2 separate regions of the Zea mays genome follow, and region 2 is linked to region 1. The links are chromatin contacts, called in public Hi-C maps. All regions are on one chromosome and are shown on one strand. The core of a region is the stretch at or near the end of the contact, and the rest is flanking DNA. Distances in the headings are between cores, read along the strand shown.

Region 1 (6,926 bases), core at 4,296-6,795:
GCCGCGTTTGCGGCCTCGTGTCGAGGAGGACTCCCCCTTCTTCTGGTCACCCTGGCAGGCCTCCCACTGCTCCTGAGTGAGATGTAGCTTCCCGCCAATAGTGATAGGCCCAGAGGGAGCCTGTGGTTCGTCGCCGTCGACCACCTTGAGACGACCTATCGCCTCTTCGATCGTCATCGTGGAGAGGTCTAGCAGAGACTCGATCGAGCGAGCGATCTGTTTGTACTTCTCAGGGATGCAACGGAAGAGCTTCTCAACAACTCTCTCCTCATCGTAGGTGTCGTCGCCGAACTGCACCATCTTCTGCAACAGAGTGTTGAGGCGGAGAGCAAAGTCATCAACATCCTCACCTGGCTTGAAGGCTAGGTTATCCCACTCCTTGCGAAGTGCCTGCAGTGTGGTCTTACGGGCACGGTCGCTGCCGATACGGGTCGCAGCGATGGCGTCCCAGGCCTCCTTGGCAGTCCGCTTTTGGGAAAGCGAAAACTGTATCTCGGACAGGACTGCAACAATGAGGCATCCAGCGCCTACCGATCCTCGTGGTAGTCGACGTCGCCGTACCGAACTGTTTCCCACATTTGGCGAACCTGGAGTCGTACCCTCATCACCGAGGCCCGCTCGACGTAGTTGGTCTTGGTGAGGGTAGGCCACCCACCGCCAGGACCGATGTCCCTGACAATGGCCTGGGCCATGCGGCGACCATGGTATCGATCCGGGGAGGGAGAGTCGCGCCGCCTGTAGAGGCCGCGATCTCCGTCGACTTGGTCGCCGCCGCCGGGAGCACCGCCGGCGCGTCTACGCCCGTCTAGACTGCTGCCGCGTGCGCCCTCGCCCGGAGCGCCGTCAGCGCGTCGGCGCCTATCTGGGCTGCCGCCACGCGCGCCCCCATGGGGGTGCGCGGCTGCCCACTATGCCGCCTGCTCTCACGCTGCTTCCCTCACCAGCCTGAGCTCTTCGTCGGTGTTGTCGTCGACAGAAGCAGAGCTACCAGCTCTACTGTCGCGCAGAACCTCAAGCTCTGCTGCCGCCGCACGTGCAGCATCCGCCGCCTCCGCTGCTTCTACTTCCGCTCTCGCTGCTGCCAGTTCCGCTGCCGCCAGCCGTGCTGCCCTCGCCGCTGTCGCTGCAGCCGCTGCTGCTGCTCGCTCTCGTTCTTGTGCCGCGGCGACCTCGGCTTCCTGCTGGCGCCGCGCACTCGAAGTGACCGAGCGTAGGGACATGGTGGGCTAGTGAGGGGTCGCTGCGTGTGGAAGAGGCTGTCTCAGACGAAAGGTTGCTCGTCTGAGCAGGAGAGGAAGGAACAGTTGGAGCTCTTCCTGTCGACTGAGTGTGGGGAGAGGCACAGGAAGGAGATGAGCAAGAGATGTTTAGGCTGCATGATAGTTTGGCTCTGATACCAATTGTAAGTAGAGGGACTCTAACTCTCATCAAGAGGACGACACTATGAGTTGGGGCAATTTTTCTGTTTATTTCCTCAAACACTACACAATGTCATACTCATCTAAGGGTTGGAGACCCATATTTATAGCCCTAGAGGCTGCACTACCACACCTTCTCACACACACTATACAACAGGATTGTCCTCTAGATGCTAAAGAGACTACATAGGACAATCAAAAAGCGACTGTTGTCCTCTAGATGCTAAAGAGACTACAGAGGACAGTCAAGCTGTCCTCTAGATGCTAAAGGACTACAGAGGACAGTGAGTTGGAACAATTTTTCTGTTTATTTCCTCAAGCACTACACAATGTCATACCCATCTAAGGGTTAGAGACCTATATTTATAGCCCTAGAGGCTGCACTATAACACCTTCTCACACACACTACACAACAGGATTGTCCTCTAGATGCTAAAGAGTCTACAGAGGACAGTCAAAAAGCGACTGCTGTCCTCTAGATGCTAAAGAGACTACAGAGGACAGTCAAGCTGTCCTCTAGATGCTAAATGACTACAGAGGACAGTCAAAAGCGACTGTTGTCCTCTAGATGCTAAAGGGACTACAGAGGACAGTCAAAAGTGACTGTTGTCCTCTAGATGCTAAAGGGACTACAGAGGACAGTCAAAAAGCGACTGCTGTCCTCTAGATGCTAAAGAGACTACAGAGGACAGTCAAGTTGTCCTCTAGATGCTAAAGGACTACAGAGGACAGTCAAAAGCGACTGCTGTCCTCTAGATGTTCAAGACTTATTCCATCATCTAGTTTACAGCAGATGAATTGGGCCCTTAGATTACGTTGGTTGTGGCTTCAAAGGACATACCAGAATAGGTTGTGGGCATCCTTCAAATTCCAAGTGCATCCATCTATCCAAGCCTTTTTTTCTCAATGGCAACCATCTCAGAAGTGGGGAATGGAAAGAATACTCTGTTTTGGATGGATAAGTGGATACATGGCCAAAATATGCAGCAAATAGCACCTCACTTATTCTGGTTGATCTCTGCAAAGGCCAAAAAATATTGTGTTTGATGCTCTATCAGGCAGGCAATGGGTACATAACATAAGAGGAGCTGTTACAGTAACAGTTCTGGCAGAATTTTAAAGGTTCAGGACATTCTTGAAGATTGGTCCCTATATCCTGAACAAGAATACAATCATGTTTGGCAGCTCTTCAATTCTAAAGTATACTCCGCCAATCGACATATGAGGAACTATTTATTGGATCAACACAGTTCAGACGGTGGGAGAGGATATGGAAGAGCTGGGCTCTAGGAAAATGCAAATTTTCATGTGGCTTGTGGCGCATGGCAGATGTTGGACTGCAGGCCGACTTGCAAAAAAAGGCTTGCCTCATCCACATAAATGTCCGTTGTGTCATCAAGAGGAGACACTGAATCATCTGCTTGTCTCTTGTGTTTTCTCCCAGCAAGCATGGTTCAGCACCTCAGGATTTTTGGCCTGCAGCACCTCTCCTCCCATTGCAACAGCTCCTTTGATGAATGGTGGGACAAGGAGATTGCTGGATCAATGCTAAAAGGACTTAATTTCATAATCATTTTGTGAGCTTGGGCCATTTGGAAACACCGCAATCACTGTGTTTTCAATGGCATTAATCCTAGCATAATTGAGGTCCTCAATTCAGTCAAGGATGAGATTACTTTGGACTTTAGCTGGAGCCCGTTGTGTGGCTAACATCCTAACGCTCCAATAGTCCAATGAGTGATTTCCTTTGGGTCCAATTGGTAAGGGTCTAGTTTTCTTTTCTATGTAATCAGATCAGGTCTTGTAGGGTCATGTGTTGTTGTCTAGGTTTTATTAGACCCCTTCCTATGTATTCAGGTTTGGTGTGGAGTGCAGTTGTATGAAGTTTCTTTAGACCTCTTTTATTCTTCTTTTTAATATAATGATACACACGTATATGTGAAAAAAGCCATGCTGATACTAAATCTTCTAACTCAGGAATGGTATAATTCATATGGATACTGAAGCTTTGTTCGGTTGGTCGAAAAAATATTCATATGATTTATTACACCTACTTCTGGTGAAAACAACCACCAGTGTTGGCCTGTCGTTGATAGTGCAAAGACTGATTTCAAACGGAAACGGATTGCTTTCATGCAGGCTCGTTCGTGGCCCATGTCGCAGCATGGCAGCACAGCTGAGCGAAAATTCGGTTCACTGCTGAGATAAGCAATGCAGATATACAAAAACGTCATTTTTCAGAATTAACAACACTAACACAGTTGCCACACATTGTTTTTACACAAGTTCAAAGGAATATAAACATACTGCTTGTCACTTGTCAGTATCAGTTCATCACTGAGAAGGTTCTTTTTTGACGTGGTTATCAATCATCATCTTCCTCATCGTCAAATTCCTCCTCTTCATCGCTCAGCTCTTCTGCAGGCTCGTCATCCTCGTCGTTAACTAAAAAACCTCCCAGAGTCTCATCTTGCTCATCCTCAGTGCCGTCATCTTCGTCGATACTTCTGCCACTTCCAGTCTTCGAGTTTTCCCTACTATATTTTTCTGAGCTTTTAGATCTTGTCGCATACTTTGGTCTCTTCACACTGGTAACTCTTCCCGTGGACTCTTTTTCATCCTCACTCTCACCAGTCCAGTCTTCATCTTCGCCTTCTCCATCTTTCTTCTTCTTGTTCCATCCCAGAACTTTCGATCTAGATCTCCTCTTGCCGCTAGCTTCATCGTCAGAGGTCCTCTTTGCTTCCTCTAGGAACCAATTCCAATCCTTTGGAGCACGAATCCTTCCCTTCGGGTAACTGTCGAATTCATGGCCCATCGACAAGAACCCAAATTCTGCATAGAAAACCATATTTGCCGCTCAATTAAACAGAAACGTATTGCAGACAAGAAGACGCCAGAAACATATTTTAACAGTAATGCCTATTCCTAGCAACAGCCAACAAGGGAATATAAGCGCACCAGAAAATTACTAATGCTCAAGTAAGATACTAATGAGGAGCATTGACTGGTAGTGAGTAGTCCATTACCGGAGTTCTACAATTAACCATATGAAATATTTTTGTTTTGTGCACCGATGGTCATGCAAATCATGTATATGTATAGGAATGGAATCCTTCAGCGCTATCGTGTGCCTATTGGTTTCCAACAAATAAGAGTAAACACTATTCCTGTTGGCTGTTGCACTTGCACCCCACATGAGCGCAAGTTTAGAAATCGACAAGACAGCCCAAGTATTCTGGATCTATCATCAGCTAACAAAAGCAGAGCACAGAGGGCAAAGCTGAAACCCGGTTCATTGGAAGCTACACACTCCAATGTGACCTACATTGAGCGCAGTATCAATTCATACTTAGTCAAATATTGCTAAAAAAGCTATGCAAATAGTAGAATTCAACTTTGCAGTGGAATGTGGAAAATTGTCATTTTCACCCTTCCCGGAAATGCAGAAAAGAACAGAAGGTCACCTCGAACTGGATCTATGGCTGCTAAATCAATGTCGAAACCCTCCACATCAGAGTCCACGGCTGCCCCTTCTTCCTCTTCGGTGACCTCCATGGTCTCCTCCGCAACACGCCTCTCCCTCTCCCTCTCCTTCCGCTCCCGCGTACGCCTCTCCCGCCTCGCCACCGCATCAAGCACGGCGGGTTCCACGTCCACATCCGCGTCCCCGTCGCCGTTCCCCTCCCTCGCCCGCACCGCCCAGAACGCAGGAGCCTTGAGCGACAGCGACAGCGCGTCCCCGGCGCGGAGCTCGCCCTTCTCCCCGCGGCGGAACACCCTGCTGGTTCCACTTCCGCCTCCGCCTCCGCCGTCAGGGGAGCGGACGACGACGGGGTTCCTGCCCACGACCTCGAATGCGATCCCGTCGCCGACACCGAGAAGGCGGAGGGACACGTGGCGGCGCGAGACGGTGCGGTCCTGAGAGGGTCCGCCGCTGCCGCCCAGGTCCCCGCGGCCTAGTTCGGCCGTCGGGGAGTCAACGGAGAGGGACACCGCTCTTGTTCCGTTTCCGCCGCTGCCCGCGGCTTCGAGCTCCAGGTCCATGGCGCGGAGAGCCCGGGGAGGCCAGAGGGAGAGGAGTTATTTGAGTGTGTAATACTCTAGTCGCGTGTGGCTTCGCCACTATAATACTCGCCAGCTGCGCATTACCAATTTGGTATTATGCAGCACATATCCACACCATATTAAGACTGTTATTCTTTGTTACCGTCCATAAGCTGTGGTAAAAGTCAAGTTTATCCCTGCTTTAACCACGACGTAGGTGAAAACCTAACGCGTCTTTCCCTTCCGGCTCTTCCATTCCACGGCGCCACCTCTCTGTTCCGAGTACTCCTCTGTTCCTCCGACGAGAGGGAAGAAACTCAGAAGGTAGATCAGCAGTGGTAGTTTCCCTTCTACTTACTTGCGTACTTGCTTGCTCCATCGCTACTGCTGCTTATTCAAGTGCGTGTGTGCAGAACCGCGGGTGAGTACTCCTCTTCAAACGATGGCGACTCCGACGAGAGGGAAGAAACGGCTGGTTGTCGATGTCGAGGTCGACAGTGAGGCCGAAGTGGCTTCCGCCTTCAGTCGATTGTCCGTGTCAATCGTTGCCAAGCGTACAGGCGACAGTTGCGGCAAGGAGCACTCCCCCAGCAAGGACCTCATCTGCGCGGCCACCTCAGGTACGTGGTACACTCAGGAAACTCACCAGCAGCAGACCCCTGTAAGCTTCTGTCGTCAAGCAGCAAACCCCCGCCGCGGCAGCCACATAGTAGTGCCATTCACTCCCCAGCAGCAGACCACTTGTGTCGTCAACCAGTGCTCGGCACCTCGTTCAGTGTCGGTAAGGCAGCCCTTCCACCTATTATACGGTTGTACTATGTTCAATACGAGTAACAAAGCTCGGAACAATTCCAACAACATTCTTTGTGGTTTCGCAGATAACCCGATTTGAAACAGTTCGTAGTGACCTCGCTCAGGCCATTGCAAAGATGCTTGCAGTTGGAAAGGAGTTGAAAGATTTGGCCGAAGATGAGATTATGGCTTCGCCAGACATGGCCAAAGAGGTGTCAGTGAACTTTGCAATGTGGCGCGTGTATGAGCTTGCTCAGTCACTTGAGGACGAAGCACAACGTTTAGAAGATCTCGAAGCTGGTCCGTCACCACCATTATCTGAGTGTTTCAACAACCAATTTGCTGAAGATGAAGATATGGGTGGTGGGGAATGGGCACTGGATGATGTCAATTCTGAAGAGATTGACAATGCTAGCGATGCAACCCATGAGCTGGTGGGTGTTGTTGTCTTTCGACGACCACTAGAAGTGCATGTGTGCTGATCCACGATAACTGTAACCTGCACAAAAAAATGTATCATTGTCAGCTTCCCTATTTATCACTAGAAGTGCATGTGTGCTAAAACATTACTCACAACGATTGTCGGAGACCCCGCATTTTGTAGCATTGCATTGATTCTCCATGGACAATCACCTCCTTTGCAATATGCTCGATATCTGAACGGTGAGC
Region 2 (6,225 bases), core at 1,474-3,973, 270 kb before region 1:
CCTAGATGCCTTGGGGCTATAAAAGGGACCCCTAGGCGCATGAAGGAGAATACCAAGCATTATTTGATCATCTCTTAGCACCAAGACATCTCTCTAGAACATTTGATTCGTTGTGATAGCAATTTGAGCTCCTCTTGAGTTGAGAACTCCGTGTGTGATCTTAGAGCTCAAGCTGTGACTTGTGTGCGTGTTTGTGTTCGTGCTTTGAGGCTTGTGTGTGTTGCTCTTCCCATTCTTACATTTGTGCTTCTTTGTGATCATCTCATTGTAAGGGCGAGAGGCTCCAAGTTGTGGAGATTCCTCGCATACGGGAAAGAGTAAAGAAAGAAGAACATCGTGGTATTCAAGTTGATCATTGGATTACTTGAAAGGAGTTGAGTGCAACTCTCATCCATTGGGACGCCACAACGTGGACTAGGCAAGTATTGTACTTGGCCGAACCACGGGATAAATCCTTGTGTCTCTTGTGCTTGTTCTCACTGTGTCAATTGTGGTTCACAAGAGCTCTCTTTAGCCACTTGATTTCATTGTACTAACACTTAATCAACTTTGTGGCTTTAAGTTTCAAGTTTTTACAGGATCACTTATTCACCCCCCTCTAGGTGCTCTCAGTTTCGGACGACAACTGAGACGCGATACAAAAGGCCCGAGGACGTGAGTGTCATAGTGTATCGGCGGATGCGGCGGAGAGGCCCAAGGCTGGGAGCACCAGAAGCTGGAGTGGGGAGTTGGGACCAAGAGGAAGCGTGGGGGGGACTTATGGAGATGGGGAGCATGGCTAGGGTTTCCCGACTGGGTTGTTGGTTGGCCGGGCCTAGGCTCACAAGGTCTTGGACCATGGTTGATTACGAAGAAATATAAGTTTTTTTGCAAGAGTTGATGACGGTGGTGATATTATATAGTAAAAGAGGTATATATATTAAAATATGTTTTTTCACTTAATATTCCCTTTGTTTTTGTATACTTGTTCATTTTGCCCCGTTTTCATTTCCGACTATTATGAACTCGATCTGTTCCCGGTAAAAAAAACTACAAAAACAGAACACCCATTAGAGCATTTCCAAGAGACTAGTTAAATAGCTCGTCAAGTTAAATTTTGGCTACTTAACACCAAAATAACTTTCTAATAACATACTAACCATCCGACTCTCTAAATTGGATCCCTCTTTAGTCAAATTTGGCTAGCTGACTTGCCAAGTGTGGGATGATGTGTACCCCACATGTCGGTGTGTGGAGAATGTAGTTAGAGAATGAGAATTGGATCCCTCTTTAGTCAAATTTGGCTAGCTGACTTGCCAAGTGTGGGATGATGTGTACCCCACATGTCGTTGTGTGGAGAATGTAGTTAGAGAATGAGAAATAGAGGATATGTTGGGATTAGATGCTATTTAAAATGTAATTTTTATGGAGAGATAAATAAAGAGTGAAATAAAGAGTAAAAAATGGAGAGTCACTTGATGATCTCTTACCGTACGACTTCGTTCTGGTACACTGGCGCCAGGATAGTCCATATGACCATATCGACCAAAGTTGAACGCCCACTACTCATGCCCGGACTTTACCTACCCTTCCACCTAGGGATGGCAGCAGGTCGGATTATGTTTGGGTATAGTAATACCTGACCCGATGTTGTCCCCCGAGTCTTCTACAAATATCCATATCCACCAAGCCAATCGGACGAGAAACTGTACCTGTATCCGTACCCACCGGGTACCGTCGGGTATCGGATATCCGGTGGATATGTTTTTTAGACTACATAACATTTAATTATTGTTATAATAAATGTTAAAATAATTAAGTTTTCATCTAATCAACTATGCAACACTGAGAAAGACAATATTTGACTAATCGGAGGAAACTTGAAGAAAAAGGGACACTGAGGGAAGTTGGAAGGATCATCGGAGGGCGCAGTCAGGGTCACGGGTAGCCGAAGATCGAGCGCGAGACGCTGGAGATCGATCGAGACGCCGGAGTCGGAGGAAGCTTGGGCGGGCTGGGGCGCAGGGTGACGCATGTAGATCCTCGGCGGGGCTGGACGACGTGGTTGCACACTCGCACAATGTCGAATCATGGGCGGGGCAGGGTGCGGTGGTACGGTGAGGTTGCTCAAATATAGAGCTGGTACTCGAGAGGACAGGAGATGAATGGAATTAGAGATAGTGTGGTCGGGTGAGAGTTATGGTTTTTTGGCTCCATCTTTTCATGGGCTTTAAATTTTAGTAAATATAGCCCATTTAAGAATTGATATCTCGAGTATCCACTGGATACTACGGGTAAAATATTATACTCGTACACTATCCAATGTATTTCGATATCCGATCCGAAAGGACGCGTGGATATTTTTTTTACTGATATCCATATTGATCGGGTATTCGTACCCACGGTCTAACTGCCATCCCTACTTCCACACAGCCTCGCCATCCGCGCCAATTCCGGCGCGTTTCTCTGCTCCTCCGCGTCGCCCATGCCGCGGCGCCAACGGATAACACGGGCCGGCCCCTTCTGTGCGACTCCGCGTTAACCGAAAAAAAGATATTATTATATCACATCTCAAGGAAAATGATCATATACACAACGAACACTCCGTTTCTCTCTCTACGACCAAATATCCGATTAACCCCTCTCATATTTTCCCTACCTTCACTGTCCTCCTGGGAAGAAATAGACGGACGGATAGCCCACAGAACGCACGCGCTACCTTTTCTCTCTCTACGACCTTCCCCTTACCTATTCGCCGTCCCTCTCTCCTGCTGCCCTCCCCCCGCCGCCGCCCTACGGCCCACCCCGCCGACGCGCCACCTCCGTATCTCTCTTCCCCGCCTACGCGGGCGGCGGATCTCCGGATCCGCGCGGGGGAGGGAGATCTGGATTGGATGGTCCTCTCCGGCCGCGGCTAGTCCGGCCTGATCTGATCCGACCCGTCCCGGCGGCGCAGTCCGGGCAGGTTGTCTGGGAAATTTCGGACTCGGGCGGTGTTGATCCCGGGGAGAGGTCGTGCCTCGCTCGATCTCCGCATAAAAGCTGTGATTTTGTGGCGGCGCGGCTGCGAGTTACCGGGATTTTCCCAGGGTTTCCGGCGGCCGATCCGCGCTAGTTACGCTATTCTGTTCCGTCAGGGCGGCCTCGTGTTGGGGGCTCGTTTATTTGCCGCGTCCCGGAGGAGGGTTTTGTGTTCTTCTGTCGTTGGCTCCATGGCCAGCGGCTCTGATGCCCCGAAGCAGTATGGAATAACCAAGCCGTTGTCGTTGCTCGGACCGGTGGAGGCCGACCTCCAGAGGACGGAGGAGCTAGAGAAGGTTTGTAATTGATTCAGTTTCATGCCCACAAGTATTGTCTCAATTCTGCGCCTGACGATTTCACATTCTGTCTCAGATTGATATTGTAGTATCTGTTACAGCTACAGTTTTTATGTTGTTGATTCGCAGTTCTTGCTCGAGTCGGGTCTCTATGAGAGCCCTGACGAATCTGCTAGGCGGGAGGAGGTGCTGGGGAAGCTTGACCAGGTAGCTTTCCTTGTTGCCACACGTGTTCTTAATGCACAACATGCCCATGGTTGTCACTTTGCTCAACACATCACTATCCTTCCCTAAGCATGTTCTTTGGGCATTTGCAGATTGTAAAAGACTGGGTAAAACAATTGACTAGTCAGAGAGGATACACTGATCAAATGGTTGAAGAGGCAAATGCTGTACTCTTCACCTTTGGCTCATACCGTCTTGGGGTAATTTTTACCACTTCCCTCTTACTGGCTGCACCTCTTTTGCTCTGTCACCCATCTTTTGTTCATCCATTAGTGGAATCGTGATGGACTGATGTGTACACTTTATATAGTCTTTGTACTTTTGAATTGTGTTTCTATATAGTTTTGATTTGATGCTCCTTTAACAGTGTCCGTGCCCTATTAAAACACAACAATGGAATTTCTTGTACTTGAGGACTAGTTGCAAGTTACAACTGATATGGAAACAGTCTAAATGTTGGGAAGTGGGATTTATGTGGTGTAGGAGTGATGGCATTTATCCAAACCTGCTCTTTTGAGAACGCAATTTAATGAGATAAGAGTCACATTTTTAAAAAAGTAAATTTGCCGACAAGTATCCAACTTAACATGAAGTTCTGCAACTTGTCATGCTACCTTGTGATATGAAGCATGTGCTGGTTGAGAATAAATTTGAGTTTCTGAAGACCTAAACATTGTCCTTGTTAAGCCAACGTATAAATTCAGAATATGCATTCCATAGGGAAATGTGGTTGAGATGAGGCATGTTCGGTTCTTGCACAACAATGTTCCTCATTCATCATTGGCCATAGTTCGAGTTTAATGGTCATGCTCATATCTGGTGGCCGCTAGCCTGGTTTGTATAGATACCTTGATGACCATATTTCATATCACTCTGTTGTGTCACATTGCTGTCAATTAGAAACTGGATCCAAGCTGAATCTTTTGGACGTAGTCATGCTGCTGTCAGATACATAGTGACAAGTGGTAACAAACCATTAATTGCTGGTAACAGCTTCTATAGCCAGTAATAGGTGATTTAAAGTTCTGGTGTGACCTTGTGATTCTAACAAGTATTAGGCCACACAAACACATCTTTTGGGATTTTATAGGTGTGTAGAAACAGGATTAGGTCATCGGACTAGCTCTGTATAAAATCAGGATTGTATTGTAATTTGATATTTGGATTTTCATGATGCTTCTCATCACAAGGCTAGAAGGGCAGGCTTGGTGTAGTGGTGAGAGCTGTCCCACTGTGTCACCAGGTTACGGATTTGAAGCAGCCTTTCTGTATTTGCAACGTCGGTTTATCCCTTCCTCTGGCATTGGGTCTGCCCTTTTTTCTGATTACAAGGCTTTGTCTGTAGAAAATATATAAATTACGTGGGCCTGAACATTTTTTTCTGTAATCCTGCTTTGTGAAAAAAATTCTTAGTACTTATTTCACATAATAATTTGTTTTTTATTTGTATTTCACCTTTGTAGGTTCATGGACCTGGAGCTGATATTGATACCCTCTGTGTTGGACCTTCATATGTGAACCGTGAGGTGATTTTTTTGTTCTGTTATGTTACACAATCGGTGTGGTGGTTTATGTATTAGAGACAGGACTTTACTAACATATGATTTGTTGGCAGGAAGATTTTTTTATTGTACTGCATGGGATATTAGCACAAACAGAGGATGTGACCGAGCTGCAGCCTGTACCTGATGCACATGTCCCTGTTATGAAATTCAAGTTCCATGGAATATCTATTGACCTTCTTTATGCCAGTGTCTCCCTCTTAGTAGTACCAGCTGTAAGTTTCTTACTAGATGTTTTGCCCATTTAATCAATTGTTTAACTGTTCAACTTCGACAGCTTATTTCATGAGGTGTTTGAACTTGTAGTATCATAAAGATTTTTATTTTCAGCTGTTCTTTTAGTGTGACACAGAATACATCCCTTTGTATAAAACATGGTACATGGCAGTGTTTTGTTATGTCTACAGGCGTCGTTCCTACTTTAGAACAATGCATTTGGTGAGGAATTCCTATGACTCACTAGGTGTGTTGGTTGTGTTTATAGCATGGGTAGAATGTCAGAGGTTCCATCGTACAGGCCTGTGCTTGCCATATCAAATCAGTCTTCCTTTCGCTTCAGTTTTAAATTGCAAATTACTTGTATCCTGGTAAAAATCTGATTTTGTTGCTATCTTTTAAAGTTTGTTAGAATGCCTTCTATCTATCTATTTTGTAGTCATCATGGTATACATTTATCGTTCTGTTACCCCTGGTTGCACTGTCTTTTGTTTCTCTGCTGTAGTGAGGTATCTAGTGGGAACTTTTCATTCTAGATATTCCTGAACTTCGTTTTTTGCAATACTATTTTTGTGACTTTGAGATGCATTTGTATACAAGTTCTTCACCATCAGCCTTGATTCATTAGGACAAACAGGTTAATTTTACAAACATCAATGCAGAATTCCCTCTGCTGTTGATTTTGCCAAATCTTTAGTTTCTTTGTTGTGTCCTTAAATGTATGCATAAAGGTTTACATGTTTGTCCTGCATCATGCCGTATTATGCCATTTTATTCCGAGAGATACATATCTAGTTAACGTGCTACTGCAGGACTTGGATATCTCCCAAGGATCAGTGCTTTATGATGTTGATGAAGCTACTGTCCGTAGTCTTAATGGGTGCAGAGTAGCAGACCAAATCATTAGACTTGTTCCAAATTTTGAG

What was found. Hi-C and Micro-C count contacts between places; a contact is called where the count stands out from the background.
Region 2: a contact with region 1 is called in a Hi-C map of endosperm, with 1.9 times the contacts expected there. The contact joins the promoter of LOC100382126 here to the promoter of LOC103629815 in region 1. A contact is called at or near these places in 3 of 25 Hi-C or Micro-C datasets (bundle sheath, endosperm and leaf).

What each region holds. Positions count from the first base shown.
Region 1 is chr6:114,776,200-114,783,125 of Zm-B73-REFERENCE-NAM-5.0, reverse strand. It overlaps LOC103629815 (ATP-dependent RNA helicase drs1), which reads right to left and starts at 5,545. Exons shown (of 2, transcript XM_008650916.4): 1 at 4,886-5,545; 2 at 3,527-4,253. The coding sequence starts at 5,465. The coding sequence ends at 3,784.
Region 2 is chr6:115,044,074-115,050,298 of Zm-B73-REFERENCE-NAM-5.0, reverse strand. It overlaps LOC100382126, which reads left to right and starts at 2,723. Exons shown (of 12, transcript NM_001174887.1): 1 at 2,723-3,296; 2 at 3,426-3,503; 3 at 3,614-3,721; 4 at 4,985-5,047; 5 at 5,137-5,298; 6 at 6,112-6,225. The coding sequence starts at 3,192.